2 separate regions of the Zea mays genome follow, and region 1 is linked to region 2. Evidence: chromatin contacts called from public Hi-C data. All regions are on one chromosome and are shown on one strand. Each heading gives the region's core, a stretch centred on a gene start, on an enhancer-like site or on the middle of the called end of the contact. The rest is flanking DNA. Distances are from core to core; before and after follow the strand shown.

Evidence for each region. A called contact is a pair of places that touch in the nucleus more often than the background predicts.
Region 1: a Hi-C map of bundle sheath shows a contact between it and region 2, with 2.5 times the contacts expected there. The contact joins the promoter of LOC100193484 here to the promoter of LOC100279912 in region 2. A contact is called at or near these places in 5 of 25 Hi-C or Micro-C datasets (bundle sheath, ear, leaf and 1 more).

The regions. Positions count from the first base shown.
Region 1 is chr9:160,659,295-160,663,635 of Zm-B73-REFERENCE-NAM-5.0, reverse strand. It overlaps LOC100193484, which reads right to left and starts at 2,533. Exons shown (of 8, transcript NM_001352770.1): 1 at 2,194-2,533; 2 at 579-693; 3 at 413-480. The coding sequence starts at 693.
Region 2 is chr9:160,349,146-160,354,000 of Zm-B73-REFERENCE-NAM-5.0, reverse strand. It overlaps LOC100279912, which reads left to right and starts at 3,300. Exons shown (of 7, transcript NM_001152864.1): 1 at 3,300-3,307; 2 at 3,424-3,749. The coding sequence starts at 3,593.

The DNA.
Region 1 (4,341 bases), core at 1,284-3,783, 310 kb before region 2:
CTTGAGTAAAAAATTTATTCGCTGATCTATCTAAACCACAGATATTACTGGCTGAGTAGCCTTGGACATATGACATATAAAATGAAACTAGTAAAGAGTGATATTCAACAAGTGAACATAAGAAGTGCACCAAGAATTCAAGAAATAGTTCAGATGTGAATGTAACTGTTTATCTTTTTCTTAAACCAAGCTGATTTTCTGAATTTCTATGCGAAAAAAAACTGAAGTGTTTGAACTCGTCCAGAACTATCTAGTGAATGCTTTATTCAGCATTTTTGCTGAATTATTTCATATTTGAACCTTGAAATGTTTAGTCATTTTATAGTTTGCATGACTAGGCAAGATGTCATAAGGACACAGCATTGTAACAGAAAAGGGAAAAGGATAAACATAATCAAGAGAAAGCCTGTACCAAATGTGACAAATCCCTCTTTGCCTGAGACAGCAAATGGCCATCTTCTTCAAATTTCATACTGCCCCCTACAGAATGAAACAAAAAATGGGTGGCAAATAAACACAAACCCAACAGAACCTCACTAATAGAATTTGGTTTACTTGGAAACTACCAGAACACATACATAACTGATATGAAGAGCATGGATCTTGCTCGAAAATCACATCCTTCCCAATGGAAGTAATATTTTTTGTTTCTGCTTTCCTTACTGTTTCTGGTGGATCAGAAACCTCCTGCATCTGTCAAGAAAAAAACAAGCACGTGAGAACTGACAAATAAAATGGCTAGTCCTGATTCCTGAATATGTTGTTACTTCTCACCTATCACAAGCTAACATGTAGGGTCAAAAAATGAGCCATGGAAGCAACATGTAATTGGACTGGTTACTTCTAAACTATCACACGCCGACATTTAAGGTAAAAAAACTGAGCCACGGAATCAGCATGTAATCGGATCCTTTGCTTCTTAAATATCACAAACCAACATTTATAGTCAAAAAACTGGTATGTGGAATCGGCATGTAATCGTACCGGTAGCTTCTCAACTGGCAGAACCAACCATTTAAGGTAAAAAAATGAGCTGTGGAATCGGCATGTGATTGGACCGGTTACTTCTCACTATCACAAGCCAACATTTAATGTCAAAAAACCAAGCCATGGAATCGGCATGTAAACAGACTGCTGTCTACCTTTAACTATGTGTTTGGCTTCAAGGATGGAAGGGGATGGGATCACCCCATTTGAGGAATATACCCCGAAGATGTGGGACAGAGCCAGCCGTCTGAATCGAAGGCATGGGGACATCCCTGAATCCCTCTTGGTCTTTGTCAAACGCTGTCACATCTGATCCTCCACGCGTGCAGGCGAGATACAGGCAGTGCAAGGGTTGGGGGGGCATGGCTCCAGCATGGTGAGGCAGCAGCACGGCTCCACAAAGGGGAGGCACACTTTGGTGTGGACGACGCGAACAGCACGGATCCACAATGGGGAGGGGCAATGGGAAGTGGCGTGCTTCCTGTGGCAGACCTAGTTGGGTATGCCTCGGGGTGGTAATGGATTACGATCCAAATGCTTCTTCACAAAATGGTAGGGCCCGAAATAAATATTAGTTCAAAAATGAATAAAAATAGGGTCCGGTCCTTAAATCTTATAGTGTGAAATTTAGAGCCCATTGTCACCCATAGGTATGCCCGTACCGTAGAAAATATTTAGTTAAAGATATGAAAAGTTCAGAAGGGCTTAAATAAAGGGCACATAGAGTTCAAACTAAGGTGTCACGTAACAAAGAGATATAGCAGAATATTGGAAGGAAATTACAAATTAATTCTAACTTTTCCGGTCCCTAATGGCTTGATAGCGGATTGATGATGTCATTATCCTTGACTTGCAAAAATAATTCACGCTCAATGTGACCTACCAATCATTAAAGTATTGGACTCCCATCGTATTTCTCAACTTGTTCTTCTCACACAATTCATTCATTACTGAAAACACACTCTCTGGTACCAGTTGGTACAACTAACACTAACAATTTGTCTACAGTTTCCACATAGATTTGAGATCAATCGACATTGACTTCTTCAATTTTTAAAGAACTGAGGCTATCAACTACTAAACTACCTACCAACAAAACAAGAACTCATCAAGGATTGTTTTACAGAACATTGCAAAGATCAAAGGTAAAGGGCGCGCGGGAGGAGGAGGGGGGGGGGGGGGGGGGGGGGGGGGGCATTTGATTACCTCTAAAGCAAGAAACCAAATCGGCCGGCAACGGCAAGGATGGGTTTGACTGGAGGCCCCTAGCGCTCTACCTGGGCCTGGGCAGTAGGTCGCTGGAGGTCGTCGGCCTCGATCGAGGCTGCGAGGCCGATGCGACGAGGGTAAGGGCGGGAACGAGGTCGAGCCGCCCAACAGGCCGCGGGTGGCCAGCGGAAGTGCGTAGCTGAGTCGGGCGAGACGCGCCTGGAGCACCGGCGCAGGGCGATGGGGGGGCAGGCGGACGGCGGCACGACGGTGTGCGCTGCGGGCTCCCGCTGCCCTAGGGTGCCGTTCCGCTTTGTGATTGCTGCCTTGCTCGATGTCAAGAGGAATATATGGACCCCGCAAGGACAGGTAGGACATTAAATCACCAGACTCCTACTCATAAACATATCCACGTATCCGAACTCGACTTCGGGTACAACATTCTTGACCCGACTGTACAGTCACGTCACAGGACACAATTCAGCATGCATATTGCATAGTTTCATCAACATACCAGGGCCAGGCGGACTGACGTGCAGCGAGCAGAGCAACCAAGCGACGGCTCGGCGTGCAGGGAGCAGGGCAACCTGATGGCAGCACGGCGGGGGGGGGGGGCGGAAGTGGGGAGGCGGCCGACGGCGCACAGGGAGCGGTAGGCGGCGGCCAACACGACTGCAAGTGGAGAGGTGGTCGACGGCGCACAGAGAGCGGCGGCTGAGCCTCTGCGGCTCCGTAAGGGCCAAGGGGCAAGGGCAAACGATTAGAGATTAGATAGCATTGGGGGTTAGAGTTTGGGTAAATGATTTGAGACGGAGACGGAGAGGGAGAGGAGAGAGGACGCACCAGGAGGCAGCAACGATGGATTGTGCGATGGCGGCGCCTGCGATCGTCGCTCTGCAGTCGCGTGGAGAAGAGTAGGGTGGAGTCGCGTGGTGGACACGGCCGTCGCGTTGAGGGATCTGACTGCGCCGTAAACCGAGCGGTGCCGGTAATGAGATGCAATGGGACGCAGCCGACTCCCACCACCGTGATGGATCACGGACCGTCCGAAACAAACAAAAGGAACAGGTCAGGTTACGGACCAAAATAAGCCTAACCAAATAGATCCTTAAAGTTTGTAGCTTTTTTTCTTTTTTTTACTTTTGTGTTTTTTGTGTTCCGCTGTTTGGGCTTCTATGATTAGCATTTCAGCCCACAACTCAATAGCATGTCAGCAGCCCGCGGTCCACAAATGGCTGGAAGACTTTTGGAACGGCCAGTCCCATCGGTAATTGGGTTCGTATTTAACTCCTCCAAACCTGTACCCGTCATATCCGAAGTTTTTCTTTTTCAGCCTTATTTTTGAAAAATATTTATGTTTGGGCCTCTAGAAATTTTATATACAATTTTGGACCCGATACTCGGCGCCATAGGCTGTGGCGCCGAGGTAACACATCTCGGCGCCACAGCCTATGGCGCCGAGCTGTGACATGGCTATAACGGCTCCCTGCGCCTAGGGCTGACATGGCACTGACGCGGCGTCGACGCGGCCTCGTAGCTCGGCGCCACACATCTTGGCGCCGAGCTACGGAGGCCTATAAAACCGGCCGCGCTGCTGGCCGAGAGCAGCACATTTCCTCTCATTTCAAAACTTTGTCAAAATTTGCTGGATTCAAAGATTCGAGTTGGTTCATGTCGGGTACCATAATTAGGGGTACCCCCAACACTCCTAATCACGGCTGGTAAACACCCTCAGACCAACTGACGGACGCGGTTCAAGTCAAGGCTTCGTCTACCCAAGGGACGCCACCTCACCCGAGCCCAGCCTCGGGCTGGAGCAGTAGTCCCAGACGAGTTCACGCCTCGCCCGAGGGCTGCCTCCGGCAGCAGGCACCCCCTCAGCTCTCCCGAAGCCCGGCTCGGGCAGGCTTTGTTGTAAAGCAACCTTGGCCAGACCGCCTCACCAACCGACCGCTTCGCAGGCGTATTCAATGCAGGGGATGCCTGACGCCGTATCCTGACACACGCGCCTCAGTCGGCCAGGCCGAAGTGACCACAGTCACTTCGCCCCTCTTCTTTACTGTCCGATGTGACAGAAAAACAGCGTCGCTCGCCCCGCTCCGACTGTCGTGCCAACTACCCAGGCGAAGACTGACAAGAAGTCAC
Region 2 (4,855 bases), core at 2,051-4,550:
CCAAAAAATTAATAAGTAAACCTATTTGGAGAAACAAATGTTGATAATATTTTTTATAAACATAGTCATTTTTTTTACTTAATCCAAACCTAGAAGGACGGTCAACCAATTCTTACTTCCCTCAGCACCATCATGCACACATATTGAAAATTTTTAGAATGGACATGTCATGACACTTTGAATGCCAATCAGAGATACTTTACAGGACACATTGGTCCTGCAGCTATTAATCACCAGTTTAGTACCAGTCAAGAAACGGTACTAGTGGGAACTGATTTTGGAGTTTTGGAATGGTACAGGAGAAACTGAAACTTTATGCCTTCCCAGTTGAACACCAAGAACTGTCTACACGGGAAACATGTAAAGTTTTGTTTCCCAGTTATATTACCCATATCGTATTGCTTCGCCATTTGGTTCAAGGTATTCAGATCTCTTTCCTTGTTCGGGCTATCTGATTCCCTGTGGAAGCCAAGATACTTGAACAATGGCCGACTTTTGGGCTTTCAAAAGTGGGAGGATAGGGGTGGCCTACCCTTTCGGCTACACTGTTGCCGTTTCTTTTCTTTTGATTCCTCTTCTCTCGTAATCAGAACCGACACTGCATTCAGCTCTGCAACCTTTGTGATTAAATAACTTCCCTGAAATGCTTTTGAACGGAATATATCTCAGCATATCTTGATTGTAATTATTAGTTTTCTATCCAGGTTGAAGTACTTTGCTTGCCGCTCGCAGAGGCCACCCATCTCTTGGTGGATTTCAATGTGGGCACTCAAGGTCTGATCCCAACACCACCTCCAAAGTTCTGTGGATTATTCCTCAGCGCATTAGTATATTGCTCCCTGTTCACCTTTTTATCGAAACTAGTTCTGACGGACGGTGATTAGTCCGAACTCCGGAAAAATTTTCAGGGAAATAGAAAGAAGGATTTTGGACCAGTTTCATTTTTTTGAACTAAAGCTCAACGTCCAAGACTTTAAAGAGAAGTAATGATCTTGTTCAAAAATGAACAGAGAATGTATTGCCCTTTTTTTGGGGGAGTTAGGTAATCATTTTCAAATTGAATTGAACACATGCTGATTAGACCTTAATGATTAGTCTGATTAGTATGTTTTTGTCTTTGGCATCATTACGAAGATGCATGAGCTGATCTTCTGGGTCCAGGTGGGCTAAATTCTCCCTTTCTTCTTCCTGCATTCCTCAAAGGCGACGTGAAGTTGTGAGATCTGGGTCTCCTTATGAATTGAGCTGGCTAACCGTACTTTACCATTTGGTTAAGTCCATCATTGCCAGGTAAGAGTTACTAAGAGTCATTGCTTTTAAATCTTAAACTACCTGCGTCATGTGTGCTCTTCCTGTTCACCTCTAGGCTGTTGGATCGGCCGACTTGTTTGCCACCTCCCTCACGTTGTAAAAACCATGTGGGCTTTAGCGTCGTAGCCACAAATCTTAAGCATGGTTAACAGAAACGAGCAAATAGATAACATGTATTAGTAGTTGTCTGCGGCCCAAAATCCAGTGAATTGCCATTTTGAACGTAACAACTTATACTCATCAATCATGCTATTCCATATGCGTATTTCTGGTATGTATGTATGTGTACATAATACGCTACGGGTAGGAGGAGCAGTGTAGTAGAATACCTTGAGATGGTACCCGGCTGTGTGTGGGGAGAAAGCATAAACTCGAAAAGGGGAAAGGAACCTAAAGCTGGAGCGGGATGGATTGATAAAAAGGAAAAGTGGCCCACAAGCTATGCATCAGCAGCCGCAAGTTGTGGGGGGCCCCGAAAGCTCCCGGGACCCAGCCCTTGCCATGTAGGCCTAGCAGTGGAACGTGTCGAAAGTCTGGCCGTCGCAGTAGGTCGTTCCATGGATAACCCACCTTTCCTTTTTTTTTCCCTTTGTTTTGCTGCTGGCTGCTGAGGGATCGTGGTCGTGGCCAACGCCATCATTGGCTGGCTAGTTCATTTCATTGGACACTGAGAATTGAGATCGGCCGTGTCAGTCCGTCCGTCGTCAGCTGCACAAGACAACCTGTCTCATTCAGCTCCGGTGTTCTGAATTGGACCTCCTAGTTTCCTTTTCTGCTCTTTTGAAGAAAATGGCTCTTATTTGTCTTAGGTTCCTGCCGACTTCAGCAGGGGGCGGTGGTTTAATTAATCTCTTGATATGCTATTTTGGCTGCCAAGATGTGATGTGAAGTTAACGAAGTCCACTTTGTACTAGTAGTGGGGTCCTTGAGGAGTATCTGCCATCTGCTGGTTGCTCGCTCGCTCGCTAGCTCCAACAGAAGCCTTTTGCGTATATGTAAGCCTGGGTTTCCGGTGCTCTGAATCCGAGTTAGCAACACAGCTACCTGAACCGGAGCATGCATGTCAAACTATCATGCTTTGCTTGTATATATATCGTTCTCACAAGCAGATACATTGGATCGCACAGTGTTTTTACATTCGATTCTGCTGGTATCAGTAATAAGTTCGTCTGGGAATCCGCTCAACTGACTTGCTTGTCTCTTGGCATTGTTTCGGCAGGTGAGCTGAGCTACGTACTGCCGGCATGCACGCAGCCATTGTGCACCGACCAGTAACAGTAACCATATGGGCTATGGCATGCAGCACACATTCACCCCTCTAGCTAGCATTAACATGGGGGACAGAAGCACAGACGAACTTTAGCCCAGAGTTGGTTGGTTGCCACTCCGCTTCAGGGGAAAAAAAAAATTAAGAGTCAGTTGAGACAGATAATCGCTTCTGGCAAAAGTACTGGCGGCACAAACAGTACTGTACATGGATTAGCTGCTAATCATGCAGATTCAGGCACAGGCATCGAGGCAGGGAGGCCCCCACCTGCCGGCAAATCTACATGGGGGTCCGTGTGGGAACGTGACGTAAACCGTCAAAGGGAAAAAGGTGCGGGGAATCGAGTACCAACCTTGGGCCCCTCACCCTTTCCAACGGGGGAGCTGACTAGGCATTGCTCTGGTGGCCCACAAAGCAGCCAATGGCCTTCCGATCCTACAGTCCTGCTGCGGCTACACCAGCTCGCTTTGGCTGCCAAAGACAAGAAGAGAAGATTGGGATATTTCTATTCTATTCACCGATATAAAGCTACTGACGCAGGACACAGCAAAAGCAAAAGCCAAAGTTTGAGAGAGAGAGAGAGAGGGGTAATATAGCTTCATGTGAAAGATGACAAGAATCCCAGCATAAAATAATCTCCCAAACTTTGCTATAAAGCCACAACCCCTCCCCCTCCTCCTTTCCCTCCCTCTCTCTCCTTCCTCATGCGCGCGCCTGCCATTAGCCCAGGTCTCCTTCTCCCTCTTGCCTGTCTACTGCACCTCCTCTTTGTTACATTACATACGACGATCTCGGTTAAATTTCTGCAGCTTACGTCTCTCTTCTATATTTTTTTTGTGTTTCAGGCTGTGTACATTATTTGTAGCTGACCATTCATTCATATAGAGCTAGTTGAGCAGGCCTGGTTGGCTGTCCATAATTTTTGCTTCGGATAGCATTGCTGCCAGGCGACTGCAAAGCTCCAAGCAGACTTTTGCTGTGAGGATTTTTTTGCGAGGAAGGGCAGAGGGAGCAATGGCGCCAGTCAGTTTGCCTCCTGGTTTCAGGTTCCACCCCACTGACGAGGAACTCATCATCTGCTACCTTAAGAGGAAGATCAACGGGAGACAGATAGAGCTCGAAATCATTCCAGAGGTTGATCTTTACAAGTGTGAGCCCTGGGATCTGCCAGGTATGTGCATATCCATCCTAGGATTGATCTCGCTGTTCATATTTGACTCTTGATGAACCAAGTTGGCATTATGAAGTAGCTATCATCACTGGTTTGCTTGATATATTATCGGCCAGAGTATGTAAGCATTCCTAAGTAGTTATGGAACACCTTCTTTCCAAGTTCTGATTCTGTTGCGAATTAATGTATTTGCAACTTGTAATTCCCAATACTTGTTTATTTCTTTTAATAAAACTTGCGGCGAAGATTTTGCCCGTCCTTTCAAAACTAAATTGCAATTTTGCTTGCAATAGGGTTTTAACATCTTACACCTTTTATTTCCCTACACGGGAAGCACATACATACATATATAGCTTCAAATATTTGTATTGGTTGCCATGTTGTGCACACCCTAAGCAATCTTATTTTACTACTGTTCAATCCTTGCTCTTGAGGAAAGAATAAGCTCATGTTCCCTTCTTAGTGGGCACTTCACCGGAAGACCTATACTATACTTGATAGGCATCACTAGCTCTTGCAAATCGCAGTTTATTATATAGGATGGCTTTATGTGTTTAGTGCTTGCTTTATATGTATTTATGTTATTATGTATTTTTATAGAATTCCAATTTACGTTTGATTGAAGCATATCAGACACTGTTTCTGTTTTTTTTTTTGCAATAATAAAAAGGAGCATGTTTATAAAAGCTATATTTTCCATACTGATTTGGAAATAAAACTGAGATTAACCATATTACGGAATTTGTTTTCTTTGAAATGTTTCATGCACACCGAAAGCATGAATATAGATATATCTTGCGCTTTTTGGCTGAAAATAACACGAAGGCATGGCAAATTCTGCCAAGTGTAAAGGTTATCATGCATTGGGTTGCTTGAAAAGGAAAGGAAATCCTTTATCCCAGTAACAACAAAGCTAAAGCTTATATATTTTGGGTCATGTCAGTCTCACATAGATTTCAAGAAAAGATATATTCTCTTTATCCACTTGTTGGCTTTCAAGATTGCCAGTCATATATATATTCCCTACTAAAAATTACCCATAGCATTGTACGAATTGAGTGCTGTTAGAAACAGTGATCGAATGAAAAAATAAAATAAAGATGATT